2 separate regions of the Rattus norvegicus genome follow, and region 2 is linked to region 1. The links are chromatin contacts, called in public Hi-C maps. All regions are on one chromosome and are shown on one strand. Each heading gives the region's core, a stretch centred on a gene start, on an enhancer-like site or on the middle of the called end of the contact. The rest is flanking DNA. Distances are from core to core; before and after follow the strand shown. Region 1 holds the start of Pdgfd (platelet derived growth factor D). Region 2 has its middle 400 kb from the start of Ddi1.

The links. Hi-C and Micro-C count contacts between places; a contact is called where the count stands out from the background.
Region 2: a Hi-C map of psoas muscle shows a contact between it and region 1, with 4 times the contacts expected there. The contact joins the enhancer-like site here to the promoter of Pdgfd in region 1. A contact is called at or near these places in 2 of 12 Hi-C or Micro-C datasets (Schwann cells and psoas muscle).

The regions. Positions count from the first base shown.
Region 1 is chr8:11,769,984-11,775,773 of GRCr8, reverse strand. It overlaps Pdgfd (platelet derived growth factor D), which reads right to left and starts at 2,266. Exons shown (of 7, transcript NM_023962.3): 1 at 1,934-2,266. The coding sequence starts at 2,057.
Region 2 is chr8:12,276,238-12,282,027 of GRCr8, reverse strand. No RefSeq gene overlaps it. Among named protein-coding and RNA genes, the nearest start is that of Ddi1, 400 kb to the right of the region's middle. Within about 2 kb of position 3,702, at least 35 of the 93 cell types and tissues checked have an H3K27ac peak or open chromatin away from gene starts, as enhancers often do.

The sequences.
Region 1 (5,790 bases), core at 1,017-3,516:
TACATGGTATGCACTCATTGATAAGTGGCTATTAGCCCAAATGCTTGAATTACCCTAGATCCCTAGAACAAACGAAACTCAAGATGGATGATCAAAATGTGAATGCTTCACTCCTTCTTTAAATGAGGAAAAAGAATACCCTTGGCAGGGAAGGGAGAGGCAAAGATTAAAACAGAGACTGAAGGAACACCCATTCAGAGCCTGTCCCACATTTGGCCCATACATATACAGCCACCCAATTGGACTAGATGGATGAAGCAAAGAAGTGCAGACCGACAGGAGCCGGATGTAGATCGCTCCTGAGAGACACAGCCAGAATACAGCAAATACAGAGGCGAATGCCAGCAGCAAACCACTAAACTGAGAATAGGACCCCTATTGAAGGAATCAGAGAAAGAACTGGAAGAGCTTGAAGGGGCTCGAGACCCCATATGTACAACAATGCCAAGCAACCAGAGCTTCCAGGGACTAAGCCACTACCTAAAGACTATACATGGACTGACCCTGGACTCTGACCCCATAGGTAGCAATGAATATCCTAGTAAGAGCACCAGTGGAAGGGGAAGCCCTGGGTCCTGCTAAGACTGAACCCCCAGTGAACTAGTCTATGTGGGGAGGGCGGCAATGGTGGGAGGGTTGGGAGGGGAACACCCATAAGGAAGGGGAGGGGGGAGGGGGATGTTTGCCCGGAAACCGGGAAAGGGAATAACACTCGAAATGTATATAAGAAATACTCAAGTTAATAAAAAAAAATAAATATAGAAAGCATAGTGGTGGATTTCCCACCGCAGCCAGCTCTGCCCCCAACCCTTCCACTCCCCACCCCTCCACTGCCCATCCCTCTTCAGGTCAATTTCCAAGAAAGACACTGATTAGTGACTAAGGCGGCCACTATCTATTGCTAGTTCAACCAAGCCACTAAGAACAACTTGATGATGTCCTTGGTGGAGTAGTGATGTGGAAGAAAGTAAAGGCTCTGGGTACTTTAAGCAAGTAAGAGAGGATGAGCTTCATGTAGGAAAACAAAAGCCAAAAACCCCCTTGGGCCATTCCAGGTACCCCACTGCAAGGATCTTACAGCTGAGGGCCTAAGTCTCAGAAGTAAAGAAACTAAATTTGAAGTTTCAGGGGCCTATTTTTCCATGTGTCCTCCACAGGGTAGGAAAACAAGCCTGCTTGCTCAATTTCATTCTTAGGACAGTCATTTCAGGAGCTTGGGAAACTCCGTACAAAGGAAACCAACCAAAGAAGCCAGGTTCCCTGTGGTACAAGAACATTCCAGGAGCTCTGCCTCCCACACTCTAAGTTCTTGAGCCTTAATGAACTACAAGAGAAAGTCACTTGAGGGGCATAAAGTACAACATTGACTTCTTTTGAAAATAAACGGTGTATACAATGCCGGTCTGCTGCAAAAGTAACCACAATGTTGAAACGTGTCATCCTTACTCCCCTAACTAAAAGAAACAAAGAAATAAGAATTATGTCATCCAGTAAAGGACATTGGACTCCACTGCCCCACCACAATGCCTGTGTTTTAGGAGTGTCAGATTAGCCTGACCCACGAGGAGCACATCATGCAGCTTTCAAACCCTGGAAACACAGGCATTCTGGTATCAACTACTCCAGGACACACCTAAGGATAAGACTTGTAAGGGTGCAGGGGAGAAAGCCCTTTGGCCCATAGTACTGCCCCCAACGGCCCCCAGGACACTTCACACATTCTCTCCTACAGTTCTGGAAGGAGGGGCAATCTTAGTGGGGGGAGGGGGGGAGGAGGAAGAGGAGAATTCCCTCCCTGGGGATGCCTTCCGCCTGAGTTCATTTGAAAAATTAAAAAACGGAGGACGTGGGGGCGGGGTGAATGACCCAAAGAACCTTGACAATAGCAAATGTGACCTCTCCAATGATGAACACAAATCAAATGAGTGCTTACCATCTCTCCTGAGGTTGGCATTGCGCAAAGCTTTGATGGATGCGCTCTGCGGAGTCGCAAAAGTGTCCCGATAGCAGCAAAAGTTCGCACACACAAGAATGGAGACTAAGATGAGCCGGTGCATTTGGGATCTGTGACCTAGGGACACCGTCGCTCTAAAGATAGATAAATAAATAAATAAAGCCCACGGGGCTGGTACGGTGGAGGTCTACTGCACAGCCCGCGCCTTCCGCCTGCACTGTCCCGCGTGCCCAGCGCTGCCCAAGTCGCCCAGCTACTGGCCCAGCTCTCCCAAAACTTCCTGAATGCTGAACTTTCCAAGCGCGTGTGGGTGCCGCACTTCCTTGTGGCGCTGACTTGATCAATAGGGACTGGACAAACAACAGGTTGACGTGGGTTCGCCCCCCTCCGGTGGCCGGAGGCTGCAGCACAGGCTGCAGGGGGCGGGCGTCACAGCGTCTGGCTCAGCTGGGGAAGGGAGGCTGTATAGCCACTGTGCAGTGTGGCTGGGAGCAGGGATCCGGGAGTCCTGGCTCTGAATCCCAGCCAAAATAGCTCTGTCACAGAGCATGCCCAGTTTGAAGGTGGTCCAGATCCTTCTCATTTCCCAGGGTTTAATAGAAAAGACTAGAAGCAGGGCACAAAGTGGTCAGGAGTATTGAGAAGGAGGAGGATAGAACTTCTCTAGAGGTGAGTGGTTAAGTCCTTTGACAGCCCACTAAGTGCTGGCTTTGGTGGCTGGAATTTACTGAGGACTGTTTTTTATACTAGAACTCAAATCACTCTATTGAACAGCCTTCACTCCACCTTCCTAGGGAAGTGCAAACACAAAGAAGCCCATGCTGAGCTTGCCTTGAGGCCCCAGTCAGTAAGTCCTGAGTGACTGACAGGTGATTTCAACTGAAAAACAAGGCCAGTCATCTTTCCTAAGGCACACAGATGTATTTGTGACCTTTCCTACAGTAAGTACAGTAACAGACATCATCACGTTAAGTAAAATAACAAGATTCAGGAAGAGAAGCAGCAACTGTTCTCATGCCTTGAGGCAGAGGCAGAGGCAGAAGAGGGCTACACGGAGGGTCTTTGTCTCAAACAATAACAAAAAATAAACAAACAGAAATAAATTAGATGCAGTAGTAGTGGTGAATGCCTGTGATCTCAGTGTTTTGGAGGCGAAGGCAAGAGGATCAGGGTTCAAGGCCATCCTAAGCAGTATAGTGAACTTCCTTTCAAGGACAGCCTGGCTAAGTGCAGACCCTGTCTAACAAAGAAAAGAGAAAAGCAAAATCCTGTGAATATTATATGTTTTCTAGATTTTAAATATGTTCATAAAATAGAAGACATGAAGGACGGATATTTAGGCAGAGGTCAAGAACCAGTGGGGGGAAGGAAAGTCAGAAAGCACTTGACCCCAGAAACTCAGTGTCTTTAGGTCAAAGTACAAGTGGGATTTGCTTTGTGTGACTGTGGCAAGAATTCGATGAAATAATTTTAGACTGTGATTTTGTTTTGTAGATGAATCTGAATCAAACATACATATTTCCTCAACTATTGACATCAGTGACATTTTTAAAACAGAAATCCCAACATCATTTAGTGTACAGGACATACATGATACCCATTCATTAGAAGTGGCTGAAGAGGAAGGGGGCTATGACAATACAGACTATGGCTGTTCCTCTGCCACCCAGCACGGAAGAGGACACAGACGTGGGTCACTTCCTTTCTGAGTGAGTAAAATGGAATACGGTAGCTAAGAAAGTTCTCGATCAAGTTCATCGATGATGCTCTTGCTTTGTGCATATCATTGTTTTAGGGGTACATGCTATTTATGTGGCCTACAATTTAAAAAAATTGCAACCCTGAGGAAAAGAAAACTTTAAATACGTAACCTGCCCTGCAGTGGGTCGGCGCTCAGGAGCTGGTTCAGTCAGGGAGTACGGGAAGACCTGCACTATACCTGTGTATACAAGAAGCCTAGCTGTGTGGCTCACATTTGAAGCTCCAGTGCTGTGAAGAGCAAACAGCTTAGATGCCTGGGTTTTAACTAGTGTAAGGGGAAAGCTCATGATTCCGCCAGAGACACGGCTTCAAAAACTAAGGTGGGAAATGATAGAGGAATCTAGTGTTAGCTTTTGGGTTTCACACATGCGCACACATGGAGCCACCGTACAAACTTAAAAGCAAGCACAACTTTGCAGTTTCTCGTATATTTATTTAGCAAACACTAGGTTTTCTTTTGTTACATTCTCTGTTCTAAATACCTTGAAGGTGCAATAGCAATCCATTGAGACAAGTTTCTTAATCCCCTAAGTGTATAACCTAGTGAAGCAGAGAAATCTTAGCAAATGAATGTCTGCATTAATAAGAGTAGAGGGACCTGCGGCATAAGAGCAGGAGTAGAAGGCTTGCTGAAGCATCCAAGTCATCTTCTAGATGTAGTTGGAAATGTTGATTTTTTACTTAGGTTCAACCATGAGGATCTAGGAAGAATGAGAAAAATGTACAGTTGTTATGTAATTATTCCAAATACCAAAATGTTCAAATTTTTCGAAGACATCAGCAATCAACATGATTTTTAATAGCAATATATATCTAAATGCAGCAATAAGACACAAAATCAGGCACCTGCATCAAAGTGATTATTTTCAATCTTCTTTTGAGCATCACTTAATAATTAACTTTTACAAATTAGCCCAGTTATAGGCACTAAGGCGTGATTGTGCACACAGCAAATTTTACTAAAAGTATTTTAACAGTGAGGAAATTCTGGCATGAAGATAAGAGGGAAGATTATCTTGAAAATTATTTGCGTTTCAAACTAACTCAACAAAACACTAAATTAGTCACTGCTTTTAAATGCTTGTGGACAACCAAGAAGAGTGAACCAACACAATGAAATCAGGTTTATAAATATTTTTATTATGATTAATGACTCAAATCATCTCATCTGTATTTAGCCACTGCCCGGTGAAATTTATATAACTAAAGGGTACATGCATTGTTAAGAAAATGAAAGAAATAATAGCCTCTTATAATAGGTTTAGCCACAATGGTGTTTACCCCAAATGAATACTGTATCAGGAAGGGCTTGTAACATGGTTAAGTTTGGACATGACACTATTTTTATCCTGTGCCCTTTTCCTTTATAATAGGACCCAAGAAGGCTGTTTTCTGCTTCATTTTCAAACATTCTTGGCTTCTTTTGCTGCTTATAAAATCCTCAGTGGAGAAGGAATATGTGGCCTGGCCTTTTGAATACTTCTCAACTCTGCAAGTGGGTCACCCACCCTGTTCCCTTTTATTAAACTGAACTTCTGCCAATCTTTAAATTGTAACTTGTGCAGGACCATTCTCTTGACAATATTTGTCATTTTTATGATGACTACTCTGTTCAAAGAAGATCTCCTCTGTGGTTGACCTTTCACTCAATAGGTCTCAAAATAACTAACGGATCAAGGAAACCGCCTCCTGACTTCTATTCTGTCCTTTCTATAATACCTCCTAGAGGACTGCTTTTGGAATTCTGATTTTTTTTAACATATCCTCACAAATGGATTTCAATCCGTGCTATGTGTGCAGGCTCATTCAAGCCCACATCTCTTTGAATCCTTTTTGTTACAAACTCTGACTATATTCTATCCTAGACTCATTCTTGCACTGTGATAAAACATTCAGGACAATGGCTTAAGGGAGAAAGGATTTATTTACATCCAATTCTGCAGCACAGTTCATGACTCCAGGGAAGCAAACACAGGAGATCAAGTACTTAGTCACATCATGTGCACCCATGCTGCCCGCCTGCTTTCTTTCCTGAATATTTAGTTCTAACTAAGCTAGCTTTACTTATACATAGT
Region 2 (5,790 bases), core at 2,453-4,952, 500 kb before region 1:
CAGGAGCTCCTAGGTGAGGGGACGATGCAGGTGTGGAGGGTCCTGCAGCTGCATGGCTCTGGGGCTACTTTCATAGTTTACTACTCTCTTGCTCTGAAACGCCAGTCTATGGCTACTGATGTAGAGCCTTAAACTAACCCAAAGACCCCCAAGAGAGTGTATCTCCAGTTTTTTTCTGTTCTACTGACCAACTACTAGTGGACTGTAGACATTGCAACAAGGGTGTTTGTTGGTAAGGGGTGCCAAGGTTCTAGATGTATCTACAAGCTCATTTTAACATCCTTCAAAGGGTCATGGAGTACACTACATGTTTTTGCTTAGTTTCCAAAGAGGATCAGAACATCTAATTTACTAGAGTACAATTTTTAGGTTCTGGGCATTTTTGTTGAAGAATATTATCTGGTATTGGATCCCAGTTTATATGTGAAGTGATAAACTCTTCAAAGTATTAAAAAATAGCCACAGTTACTTTTCTAGGTATTTATTAGCATTTCCCCTCTCAATGAAGAGGAAATGTTGAGAAAAAGATTTTGAGGAGTCTTTGTTGTTTGTTTCAATGTAAGTAACTTGCATTAGAAAATCATACTAGAATAGTGTAACTAAGCACTGTGCCAAGATTTATGGTTCAAAGGAGCGTTTAAAACACTATTATTGGGAAGGAAACACATCACAGCATAGAAGTTAATTGTTTTTTAATAATGAAGAGAAAATTGTATTTGAAGAACTAATTGATGCCACTGTTTCTTTAGGCTGTGGATTCATCTGTTGGGTGGTTCTTACCTCACATTTTGGAGTTCCACATCATATCTCCTGTGCTGTGTACCTCTGAACACTTAGAACCGGAAAAGAACAAATAAACTCCAACAACAAGGTGAAATGAAAGCCGCCATTTTAAGTCCGAAAACAGCTAGAGACAAGGATGTCTGAGTGTTAGTGTTAGAAAATCACCATAGTATGGCAGTTCCTTGGAAAGCTGAGAACCCAGCTACCTCAAGACCCAGCTAGACCATTCTTGGGCATATACCTAACGGATGCTTTATCCTACCACAAAGACATCTGCTCAATTGTGTTCATTGTAGCTTTATTCATAAAAGCCAAAAAAGGAAACAACCTAGATATCCCTCAACAGAAGAATAGATAAAGAAAATGTGATATATTTGTACAATGAAGTATCACTCAGTTGTTAAAAAATGACATCATGAAATTCACAGGTAAATGTATGGAACTAGAAAAAAAAATCATCCTGAGTGAGGTTACCCAGACCCAGAAAGAGACATATGGTATGTATTCATTTATAAGGGGATATTACACATTAAGAAAATAATAACCAAACTACATTCCACATACCCAGGAAGATTAGCTAAAGAGAGGTAAATGAGGAATAAAGAGAGAGAAATAGATTAATGGGCAGACTGGGGGCAGATAGAAATGGGAGAGTGGATCAGGTAGTGGGGAAATGGATTAGAGGGAGAGAATTTGAGGAGAGACAGATGGAATTGAGGTACTTTTAGGGTGTGGGGTGGAAATTTAATACAATGGAAACTTCCTGGAATCTAGGAAGGTAATCCTGATGAGGACTCCTGGTCCTGGCGGTACCAAATCTCTACTGGCCTTCTGTTGTAGCCAGGTTAGTCTTCCAATGGTGGGACTGGAGAGTATTCCTTTGAGTTGCTGGTCAAGAGGGTCCCATGCAAATCCCCACACAACTCAGACTGTTGCTAAGACAATGACAACATGGCCTCTTTGCTGAGGACAACAGCTACACAAACATTGAACATGGAGAAGTCAAGGGGTTGCTTTCATTGAACCTTTATTTTTAGTCTTCTTGATGTGGGTAGATACTCCATGGGCTACCGAAAGAGAAAGGTGGACAACAACCCAGCCTCAAAAACCTTTGACCTACATTTGTCCTGCCTATAAAGTATGCTAGACCAATGGTGGTACAGAACTTTTAGCCAACCACTGTCTGACTGAATCTCAGACCCATTCCATGAGAGAGAACCACACCCAGCACTGCTTGAGCAACCAAGAACTAGAGATTAGATAGCCCAGAGGCCTACGGTAAAACCAAAAATGCCCAGAACCTAAAAATTGTACTCTAGTAAATTAGATGTTCTGATCCTCTTTGGAAACTAAGCAAAAACATGTCTAAAAAACAACCAGTAAAATGATTCCTAACGATATTATGCTATACTCATAGATCAATGACTTATCCATTTATCAGAAAGGCTTCCTTCAGCAGCAGATGGGAACAGGTACAGAGACCCACAGCCAGACGTTATTCAGAGATAGAGTCTAAATGTAGCAGTCTTTATCAAATTTCTTCCCTCAGTGCACAGGAAACCCTGTTCAAGATGAGGTGGAAATATTGTAAGAGCCAGAGCAGGTGGAGGACCCCAGGAGACCAAAGTCCTCTGAATCAACTAAACAAGGTGCATCTGAGCTCACAGAGACGGAAGCTGCAAGCACAAGGCCTACACAGGTCTGCACCAGGACATGTGTGTGTGTGTGTGTGTGTGTGTGTGTGTGTGTGTGTGTGTGCGTGTGTGTGTGCATGTGTGTGCATGTAGGTATTAGCTTACTGTTTTAAAGGGACTCTTGACTATGAGAATGAGTGAGTCTCTGCTTCTTGTGCCTGCTTTGAAGACCCCTTTTCTCCTGTTGGCTTGCTGTGTCCAACTTCAATATGATAATTTTTGTTTAATTTTATATTTTGATTTTGTAATGTTTAGCTGTTATTTTTAGAAGCCTGTTTTTTAATAATGAGAGACAGAAAGGGAGCGGATCTGGAGGGGAGGGGAGGTGGGAAGAAACCCGGAGGACTAAAGGGAGGGGAAACTAATCAGGATATATTGTATAAGAAAAGAATCTATTTTCAATAAAAGAAAAAAAATGGGGTCATAGTCATATTAGCGTGAGTAACAGATAAAACACGAAGACAAAGCCATTATAACAAAGACATGTGGGGAGCTGGATCATCGTGAGAACAGTACCAAGACACTCCTGGTTCAGCTACTATGTGCTCAAGTTAGCAGACATTGGTAACTGGAGATAAACTCAGGCTGAGTATTTAACTAAATGTTTAACCTGTAGACATAGTGCCTTTCAATATTCAGACTAACTTTATTGCACAGATGGGATTCATAGCTCCCCATTAATACTTTCAGTGGTATAAGCACAAAGAAGCCGGTGTGACCACTAAGGCTGTCAACACTCTCCAACAGTATTCTTACAGAGAGTTCTAGAAATATCCATCCTACACACTCAGATGCGTTGCTTAAAACTGATGCCTGGGCATGTAAATCCTGTTGGGTTTGTATCTGAAATGCTGCCCCCAGACTCGATACTACTGGGAGTTGAGGTGAGGGTTACAGCAATTCAAAGCTGACTAAGCATTTTAAAGCTGTAGACTACAAAATCGCAGGGAGGTGATATTGCTCTAGGAGATCCGAAGGCCCTCTTTGTCTGTTCATCATCTCTCCCCTGCACTACCACTGATGTAATCATTTAGATATCGTAGGACAATTCATTCATCTTTTGCTTTCATTTGTTTGCTTAAAAGCTACCAGTCAGATGTCAGTTGCCGTTACACAGAACCAACACCAGGAGGCGATCAAAGAACATCACACTAATGATACCAAGTCAGTTGGAGCTCAGCCGCCACCCAGAACAGCCTGCACTGGACCCAGCTGGCAGAAACCGTGGTCAGTGTAACTCACAACGTACAAAGAGGATTTTAAAGGGGATTGTACAGCACATGTGTTCAGTAGGATTATAATCATAACAGAGCTGTTGCCCAGTGCTGAAGGCTGAACAATGGCATCCCATAACTCTAAGAGACTGCACAGAACAGAGTCCAGAGAATTACCCTGCCTGGTGCAGTTCTGGTAATTTACAGGTGCCATGAGACTAGCTTCACTTCCTGAACACACGCAGTCTCAGGCACGCACGGCACGGATTGCATTCTTCTAGTGTAAGAAAGTCCCGAGACTCTCCAAATGCCAAGAATTCCTTAGACCAACGAACAAACGCTGTTTGTGACTATTGTGACTATATTCTTAGAAATAGTTCCTGTAACAAAGTACTTCTTGAAAGGAATGTGTGAGAAAAGAAATCCAGTCAATTTTTTAGAAGCTGTTCGGGGATCATGCCAAACATTGTTTGTGTTTGACTTTTAATGTTCAAGACGCAAGCAACTGGTCCTTTGGGACTCTATATTTCCGTTACTAAACACAGCTTCCCACTGCAGTTCCCCTGGGTATGAAGCAATTGTTCAGTTGATTTTCTGTTTCTCTTCATTGATAGACTTCCTCCAACACATCTTCTAGTATCATATTGTAGTACTGGAGGCAAGGACATATGGCTAAATATTATTAAAGCAAGTATCTGAGAGTGGATCCTGAGAATTTTGTACACAATTGTGTGTTTTGATAGATAATTTTCCATTTCAGCCCCAACTCTTTACACTGCCTATCCATTACTACTTCCCCTTTCCATGTACTCTTAAACAACAACAATGAATCCACTTTTACTTTAAATTTAATTCTCTAAATTAAGGGAATCCTTAAACAAAATGTTTTTGTCCCTAGATTGTCTTCATGTTAAAGGTCATTTGGAAAAAACCCACATTCATATTCTCTCTCTCTCTCTCTCTCTCTCTCTCTCTCTCTCTCTCTCCATATATATTTCTATTATGACATCAATTGTATCCTATACTGAAATGCAAACAAATGATAAATGAACCACTGAAATTTCATCAGCTAAACACAGCCATGTAACCATTCCCCATATTAAAACAAGCTCATCACTCCAAATCCCTTCTTTTATGATATGGTGCAAAACAAGCATGCGTTTATCACACTCACCAATGTTGTAGCCTGTCTTCTTCATATAGTGTTTGGAATGGTACTTCAATTGTACTGTGGTCTTTCTGGATGTGAGCTCTGATTTGGGGGCTGCAAATAACAGGGCCACCCTCATTGGAAAAATCTATTGAAAAAGAAGGTTTACATCCTCCCCCCACCGGGGTAGGGGCAGTGACTAGGCTGTTTCCACAATCCTTCCAGATAATTCAGGTACACCCAAAGCTTTGAAAATCCTTCCCTACCTTCTAAAGTCCTGCCTCCTTTTATAATTCTGTGTTCCTCTTTTAGCTTTTAAACGGTGTTAAAGCAGCCTGCTTACCAGTGGTGCACTCCTTGAATGCACTGCACTCCGGAGGCAGAAGCAGGAGTTTCCTTGTGAGTTTGATGCAGTTTGGTCTACAGAGTGACTTCTAAGACACGAATAGCTACATAGCCAGATCCTGTCTAGAATACAGCAAACCCAACCAACCAGCCAATCAAACAGACAGACAAACAAACAAACAAACAAACAATCAAACACTAGCGTTCTGTGTGTGCTGAGCTATGATATGTTAGTCTACAGTAGTGACAAGTTTACATTCTCTACTCTCCTAAGCTTTAAAGTTTATTTAGTAGCTATGCTGAGGCATGATTTACATAAAACTATTCAATGTGTCCTGATAGTTTTTTTTAGTGCATAGTCTGAAAATTGTTACTCCTTCCTAACAAGTTTTCAGGACAAAGCTGTTCCATTTCTCATTACATTCCCATCCTTTGACAAGACACAAATAAGAGACTTTGCAAATATTTGCTGAAAAAATGAGCAAGATAAGCTATGTAAATAAAATCAAACTCATCATGAAAGACTAACCGTTTCTACAATGCTGGGAATGTGTGTGTCTGGAAACCTTGCATATCTATGGTTTACAGTGGAAACAGACTTATG